Regions from separate parts of the Mus musculus genome. Here region 2 is linked to region 1. The links are chromatin contacts, called in public Hi-C maps. All regions are on one chromosome and are shown on one strand. The core of a region is the stretch at or near the end of the contact, and the rest is flanking DNA. Distances in the headings are between cores, read along the strand shown. Region 1 holds the start of Eif4a2 (eukaryotic translation initiation factor 4A2). Region 2 overlaps Gtf2e1 (general transcription factor II E, polypeptide 1 (alpha subunit)).

Region 1 (4,169 bases), core at 1,510-4,009:
TAAGAAAGTCATACTGCATCACCAAGTTCTCATAACCTTTTGATAAGAAGGACCATTAAGATTCACTACTTACAAAGGTATCTTCTGTTTAGCATATCAAACACTCTCCCTGGAGTACCAACAACAATGTGAGGGGCTTCAGCCTGCAACTTCTGCATTTCATTTCGAACATTTGTTCCTCCAATGCAAGCATGACAAGTTGCTCCCATATAATCTCCAAGAGCCAAAATTACCTTTTGGATCTAAAAGCCAAAAATGGTAGTTATTCTATAAAACCTAGGTCTAAGACTAAGCTTAAAGGCATAATTGCACTATTATATATGCCAACAGCTTTTATGCATGCATAGCACAAAATTTACTAATTTCAAGCTTAAAATTCACCTTAAACTTAATGCTCCCTCCTCTTTTTAAACTTGGGACCTTGTTACCTCAAACACCAACTAGGAACGTAAATAATCAATTTCTACATTCTCCACTGTGTAGTGAAATGCTTTTAAGGGCAAATATTGGTATTTTTTCCCACAAGGCACTGAGCCTTATAATCTTGACCCGAATAAAGCTTGCAGCTTCATCAGGAAGTATTACTTCAAAGCCAATATAGCAGTGCTTTGAAAACATAGCATGCAACAGATGCATCACAAACTACTGAGACAGTCAAATGTTTAACATGTCACTGCAGTTTTCATGTTGCACAACTGCATTCCAAATTTTAAATGGGTACAGATATAATCCACCCTGAGAAACCTATGGGTTTAACTGTTGAGGTGCAATCAATCCCTAAAGTCATACCTACAATACCCATTTCCTGCTTAGCTTTCAACAAAACTCCCTGCATGCATGGACAATTAAAATGGGGGCTCTCACAGGACTAGGACAATTTATACGTTTTAATTTTAAATTCTTCACAGTTGTGAAACCTGAAACCTATGCAACACGCAAGCAGTTTTTTGAACTACACTATCAATACCTGTTGAGCCAGTTCTCTGGTGGGGGCCAATACTAGTGCTTGGGTCTCCTTGAACTCAATCTCCAACTGTTGCAGGATGGAAATAGCAAATGTGGCTGTCTTGCCAGTACCTGACTGAGCTTGAGCAATCACATCATACCCTAAAAAAAGTAGGATACATATTTACCGATCCCACATCAAATCGTTACTTCTACTATACACCATGTATTCCAGTTGGAACATAAAGTTACGCCCACATAAGTGATCAGCAAGAGTATTCTCTTCATTTCAGGTCAGTCCCGAAAGATGATTTGCCATCATTTCACTTTAAGGAATACAATCAGGTGCTAGTACTTCCCCAAAGGTCACTTTCCCTTTTCCGGTCCATGTATGTGCAGAGCACTTATCCTAACGGCAATAGAGTTTTACCTTTAATACAAGGGATAATAGCTCTTTGCTGAATAGCTGAAGGCTTCTCAAAACCATATGCATAGATGCCTCGAAGAAGGGACTCCTTTAAATTCATATCATCAAAGTTATCAACAATTTCATTCCAGTTGCTCTGTAAGTTAATAATGAAACTATGAATAAGACATGAAAAAAAAATGTACCTTTCCAAACCTTTAACGTCCACACCCACTCCTTACCTCGATGACACCATCGGGGTCCATTCCCTCTGGGCCGCCATGTTCTCTGCTGACAACAACACTGCAGTTAGACATACTGCTTCCAAGCCACGCAGAGACCCTTAAAGGGCCCTTCCACCCCGTACCTCATTCCCCTCCGCGCCCCTGTGCTCTGCTGAAAACGCCTCAAAACCGGCCGCAATGCTGCGAAGCGCCATTCGCCCTCCCCAACAGCTTGGGACTTGGACCCCTAAGTATAGACGCCCCTTTACTCAGTGCCCTAGGACCAGGCCCTCCCGCTTGGGAAGCGAAGCTCTCGCGAGTGCTCCGCGCGCCGAGCTCCGCCCCTAACTCTGCGCAAGCCGGCGTGATTGACGCCGAAAGGCCCAGGCAGGTCCATGCCAACGGCTCCGTCGCTCCGTTTCACGGTCCAGGGTGATCGTCCCCTGGCCGTCCAATCTCCCATCTCGACAGAACCCTAAGAACGCCAGCTCGCGCCACTGGCCGCCAATAAACCTTCGGGTCCCGGTTACCCGCCCCTAAGCAGTCTGCGCCACGGCTCCGCTTGCCATATCCCGTACGGGGAGGGGCAGCAGCCAAGATGTCACAATGTGTCCTAAGAAAGGGCATCCTTAATACTCCGTTCTTGTATCCGTCCTGTCTCCCCAACATCTGGAGTCTTACCATCATGGAAGCTTCTCGAAGGGCACAAGGAGAAGTGTGTGCCCTAAGAAAAAGCCCGCATACCTGCAGTGTGGCCGCCAAGCAACCCACCTCAACGCGGGTCCTAGTGACCTTGACTACAGGCCACCGGCCGCCCCGGGAGCGCCGTACCTGTTGTAATCCGCGGAGCCACCAGACATGATCCGAAAACCCACTCAGCGCCCGACTGAAAAGACAGGCGGACGGCGCCGCCCGTTTTTTATAGGCTCGCGGCCGGAACCCGTTTCTCGCGGAGGAATTTCCTTATTCCCCTTTCGGAAGCCACAAAATTGTACTCCTGGAGTTTGTTACCGGAGGTGAAGCCCTACAGGAGTCGATGACAAAATCCACATTTCACTATTACTTGGTATTACAGCGTTCCCGGAGATCCACGAATCGGGAACGGGTCTGGGACTCTTTGCTTTCGGCGGAAGAATATTGCAGCAGCGCGACCGCGCGCCGCGCTCCTCGGCCGCCCTGCTCCTACGGGGTTTCCGCGGCCCTGCCGCAGAGGCCGGCGGAGCCCTGGGCGCTTAGGGCGGAAGCCGGTGGCGCTGTTCGCTGGCGGGCGGCGTCTCCAGGACGCAGCTCCGGGCTACCTGCGCGTCAGCGTGCCCTTGGTCCGAGCCACCGCGTTCCGTGCCGGAACAGAATAGGGTTACCCCGCCCGTTCTCACTGCTGTTTAATGTGACAGGAAAGGGCTACCTGGCATTTCGCCCAGCCATTTAATATCCATTCAGATCTGGAACGTGTGAAACCCCTGCCACGGAAAATGTCGGCCACCCAGCACATCCTAGGAAATCCAGTTTGCAGTTCTATTTTTGTAAGACGAGAAGCACAGTGTGTAGTATCATTAACAGATGTCCCTAGGGTGGTGATTCGATTTTCATCTCTTTCTGGTCGGTCGTCTTCAGCTCTGGCTTAAAAAATAATGCTAATAATTTCAACCTAACAGGTGCGAGAAATGACTGATAGAATCACTACCAACTTGTGCAAAGGACCTGTCATTCTTTGTAACACAGAAATGTAAATGGGTGCTTCTGGCAGACTCAGCCCTAGCACTTCAAGAGCTGATTGTCTCTTCTGGTAAAACAAAACAAAAACAAAAAACAAAAACGATTTTAATCATCTAATATTGCCTTACTGAAATTGAGACAATATAGTTCGTATTGCTCGTAATAAACTTGCATGGCTGCATAAGCCTAGACGTTTCCAGTCAGCCACAACTCGAGCCCCTTGCAAAAAAATATAAGATATTTAATCCTTGAATTTTAAAATATGAAAGTATCCTGAACACTCAAAAATTTTTCTCATTAATTCAGAAGACCAAAGACTGACTAACCAGAGAAGGAAAAGGCTCAGTTTGGTAATTTACGAAAAGTATTTGGCTCTAAAAAGATTAAATTAGATTAAATTGTATTTGTTTATTTATTGAGTGTGCACCTCAGCGCGTGGAAGTCAACGGACGACTCTTAGGAGTTGATTCGTCTCCTACTACTTGGATCCCACAAGTGGGTCCTGGGGATGGAACTTAGGTCAGCATGCCCTAAGGCCAGCATTGAATCATCTTGCCAGCCCTATGTGCTATCCTTACTCAAAAATAAAACCTGTACTTATTTGGAAGTTATTGTGTCAGAAACTGTTACAAAATGATGACAAAATAGAGACCGGGTGTGGTGACATGGACTTTTAACCCTAGCACTCAGGAAGTGGAGGCTCGTGGATCCCTGCAAGTCTTAGAGGGTTCAGGCCAGCAAGGGCTATATAATGAGACCTTGCCTCAAGGGACAAGTGAGTGAGTGACAAAATGGATTGGCCATCCTGTGTAGAGTCTCTTTCAAAGTTGCCATAAAAATAAAAATAAATAATACTTCCTGATCTAAGAAACTCAACA
Region 2 (3,950 bases), core at 944-3,443, about 14 Mb before region 1:
CCCGATCTTCCTTCCATACTCAGAAAAGTCAGTCCTACACGGAGGCCTTGCAGATTTGGGACTATTTCTCCCTCTGTCCCATATTCACAGCAGCCATCTTATTTTAATCTTATGAGTAGTGGGGATGGGTTTGCTTGCCTTTTTGTAAGAGCCATCCTTACTGCCCAAATACCTATGTGACTTTCTCCCCTTTTTTACTTCTTTGAAGTGTCCCTTGAGTTCCTTGTATAAGAAATGAAATAATATCCTAGTTCCTTCACTGTTTTTTCTCTATCTTCCTTCCTTTTTTCATAATACTTAAGTTATTTCAATAATATATATTATCTATCTATCTATCTATCTATCTATCTATCTATTTGATCTTGAGTGCCAGGAATAGTGCGGAATAGGATTGGGTAGATTAAGAAAGCATAGTGTGGAAAGGTGTGGGGACCTCAGACCTACTGTTTTTGGTTGAAGTTTATGTGCAGTAGTTATGTGATCTTCTTGTCCAGCCTTGAGGATGGGGCTGTGTAATGACTCATGACAGCACTGCATTTTATCAAAGCAGCTGGACCTATTTTGATTTTTAAATTTAATCTCTTTATTTTATTATTTTTTAATTTAACCTATGAGGGGGAAAGATGGTTAAGTGCTATCCAAGTTTGATGGAAACGTTTGATAGATCTTCGACAGTGAGTCCTGGCCAGGGGCAGGTACCTTCGATTGTCTATACTTGGAGGAAGAGAGAAGCATACCATCGTCAATAATTAGCTGTCTGAGATTTGACTCTTACTATCTGTCTTGTACCCCTAAGTGTCATCATCTGATATCTCTGCCCCTTTTCTTAATTTTGTATGTCCCAAGCACTTTGCTGTCAAAGGAAGGATGGCAAACAGTCTTTTCACTTTGGGTTTGTTTGTGCTTAGTGTTTCCTTGGCTGAATCCTCACTTGATGGGTAGCATTAGTTAAAATGATAATGTGGCGCAGCACAGGCCAGCATAACCCTCAGCAGTTGTCTTCTGTTTCCTAGCTTTTGGAGACCTTTTGGTTGTTTTTCCTTTACTCCTTTGTTCCAAGTCCTTATCTCCTGTCTTCTTCACTCCGAATTCAGTTTTGTTCTTATATTTGGAAATTTAAAATGGTATAGATATATCTCTTCCCTTCCTTTCTCACTCCCTTTGAAGTGTGACTTGCCTTCATTACAGAGCTGGGGCATTGCTGTACTATCAAATAGATGGCCCTAAAATCGTTCTGAAATGCCTATTGGTAAAAGGATCTTTTTCTCCCTACTTCAAATGCGTATTTGCAATTGGATTTACTTTGATCCTTCTAGCAAACGTAATAGGTTAATGGTCAGCTAAGTAAATGCCAGCCATGTGACGGGCACTTAATGCTTGTTAAATCGTTTAATACAAGATCTCCTCTTTTCTATTCCTTCTTAAGAAGAGGGGACTTCATAGCTACATGGGAAAAATTTGTTGGATTAGAGCTGCTAGAGATTGTAAGTTGGAGAAAAGATGCATGGTTCAGATGGAATCCAGGGTTAGTGTAATACTGTTAACTTAGTATCTATAAGTCTTTATTCCCATATATGTCAAACGTGGACAGTATTATTATACAGACTTGTCTCTGGTGAATACATAGGAATATTTATTAAGCCGCTTTCTTCTTTAATAGTGAGAATAGATACCCCATCTTTTTTTGACAATGTCAGTTCCATCATTGTCCAGCTTTGCCCACAGAATTTGTACATCTTTCCTTTTCTCTCTGCTCCCACATTGTAAGATCTGTCTTGCGTGTTCTCTCTGACATGGCTTTGCTTCAGTAGTTTTGCCTTGGTTTTATATGTGGAAAGATGGAATGGGGCACTGGGTTTCAATTCTAATCTCTTCTCTTGTACTTGGCAGTCTGTACAGCTTAGTACAGAGTGGTTTAGTCACATGAATAGTTGTCATCAGTCACCTCATAGCAGTTCTCACTTGATGTCTTTTATCAAAAAAGAGATGTGGGCAAGTAAAGGTATGCTTGTTGAGCTGATTATTCGGTGGCTTTTGTTACATGCCTGTTGGTTTGTATGCAGGAAAGTACAACCTCCAGTGTTGGTTCCTCAGATGCTGTATTTTGTTTGTTTGTTTTAAGTCCTATGTTTCCCTGGCATGGGACTTGCCTAGGGGATAGGCAGGCTGGTCATTGAGCCTCAGGGATCTGCCTATCTTGCCAGTACTGGAATTAGAGGACATGCTCCATGCCCTGCTTGTTCTTCTGTAAACCTGGGTTGTAGAATGGGGCTCAGGTTCTCAGACTTTCACTGCAAGCGTTCTGCCTACTGTCTGAGCTCTCCTCCCAGCCCTGCCTACTGCAGTCTTTATGTTGTTCATCAGTCAGGTGTGTATATAGCAAACAAACTTATGTTTATGCGTGCTTCTTTAGCAAGAGGAACTACAGGTCAGGAGGTGTGTTCCCTTTTTTCAGTACATGATGCTTGAAGGACTTAGAGGATATGGGCTTTTATTTGGTAATTTTCTAGAGGATTTAAAAAAATGTGCTTCTCTGTTTGCTGCAAGGCCCAGTGGATAAAAGCACCTGCCTCCAAGCCTGAGAACACTAGTTTGACCCATGGGACCTACACTCTGGGTGGGAAGAGAGAATGGACTTCTCTGTACTCTCACACTCTGGCATGTACATGTGGATTCACATGTGACTGTACATACACACATATTAAAATAAACCTCATTTACAGTTTTTGAAGAAAAATGGGGGTAATTCTCTGATTGGGTATTTTAATAAATTTTATATCTATGGCTAGAGGAGTAAGAGTCTGAAACTAATCAGTAAAGACTCAGTCGTAGTAGCTCATGTTCACTTTGAAACTGGCATGGTTTTATAGTGTCCATGCTGTTGTTTCTCAGGCAGGATTCTACGAGGCTCAGTCCTGACTCACTTCCATGATGGTAACATCTGATGTGAGTTTTTTTTTTTTTTCCCTGACACAAACAACAACAACAACAAAACCCACAGCCTAGCTGTAAGTACTGGACCACAACCTCCAAGCTTTGAGGGGCTCCCTGCCCCTCCCCCCAATCTGGGATAGATACAGAAAATCAGGAAGAGTGATGCATGACCAAAGTACTTACTTATTCTTGGATATGGGGCTGGAGGCATGGAAATAATATTCAACTGGAACATGTCTGTAGGATTTGGTGTCACATTGAAGTAGAAATGACTAGTTTGTTTACTCTGTTGCTGGGAAAGAGAGGAGAGGAGGGGCTGGTCCTTGCTATGTGTCCTGCACTAGTACTTAATTATCTTTCTTAATCCCTCAGGTAAATTCTGTAGAAAAGAAAGAATTCATATCCCTGGGAATAAGGCCAAACTGAAAATGCATTAATATTAGTGTGTAGACTGTAAGACAGTAGTTTTAGCATAATAGTTGATCTGATTTGATTCTTCCCCATCACCCAACTTGTTATGAAACCTTGACCCAAAACTGCTGAGGCTGTCAGAACTTGCGTATTTTACACCTTTATCTGGACATAGTAATGCAAATGCCAAAGGTTAATGTTACCCAGTACTTTGTAAACACTCAAGTTACAGTAGTTAAAGGTGCCGTTGTTTTCTTGTATTGCTGTATGACTTTGTATAAATCATAAATCTCTTGAGAGCCTTAGTTCTGCTAGCCCTTCCCAGAATTAGTGAACAGATCAAAAAGTGCAAGATTGTGCCTCAGAAGCAGCTCTGTATAGATAATTGTTAACCAGAGCTGTTTGTGGTTGGATTACAGTGTTTTGGGACCAAAATCCTGCAGTGTTTGAGTGTAAGTTTAATGTAAGGTGAGAAGTTTAGATATTATTCTGAGGGTGTTAGAGCCCGAGCTTTCAGATGGACTTCATTGTAGAGCAGAAGCATAGGGCAATATCAAGGGTGGTACAGGGTCCTGGGCCTGAGGAGGGAGAACCTAAAGATCAAG

What was found. Hi-C and Micro-C count contacts between places; a contact is called where the count stands out from the background.
Region 2: a Hi-C map of rod photoreceptor shows a contact between it and region 1, with 29 times the contacts expected there. The contact joins the enhancer-like site here to the promoter of Eif4a2 in region 1. A contact is called at or near these places in 2 of 484 Hi-C or Micro-C datasets (retina and rod photoreceptor) and 1 of 9 other capture datasets (liver).

What each region holds. Positions count from the first base shown.
Region 1 is chr16:23,106,058-23,110,226 of GRCm38.p6, reverse strand. It overlaps Eif4a2 (eukaryotic translation initiation factor 4A2), which reads right to left and starts at 2,759. Exons shown (of 11, transcript NM_013506.3): 1 at 2,407-2,759; 2 at 1,594-1,639; 3 at 1,376-1,508; 4 at 968-1,107; 5 at 74-242. The coding sequence starts at 2,435. It overlaps Snord2 (small nucleolar RNA, C/D box 2), which reads right to left and starts at 1,274; the gene lies at 1,207-1,274.
Region 2 is chr16:37,524,879-37,528,828 of GRCm38.p6, reverse strand. The region is part of intron 2 of Gtf2e1 (general transcription factor II E, polypeptide 1 (alpha subunit)); the gene reads left to right. Among named protein-coding and RNA genes, the nearest start is that of Gtf2e1, 13 kb to the left of the region's middle. Within about 2 kb of position 2,193, at least 7 of the 459 cell types and tissues checked have an H3K27ac peak or open chromatin away from gene starts, as enhancers often do. A contact at or near this core is called in liver and rod photoreceptor, where this site is marked.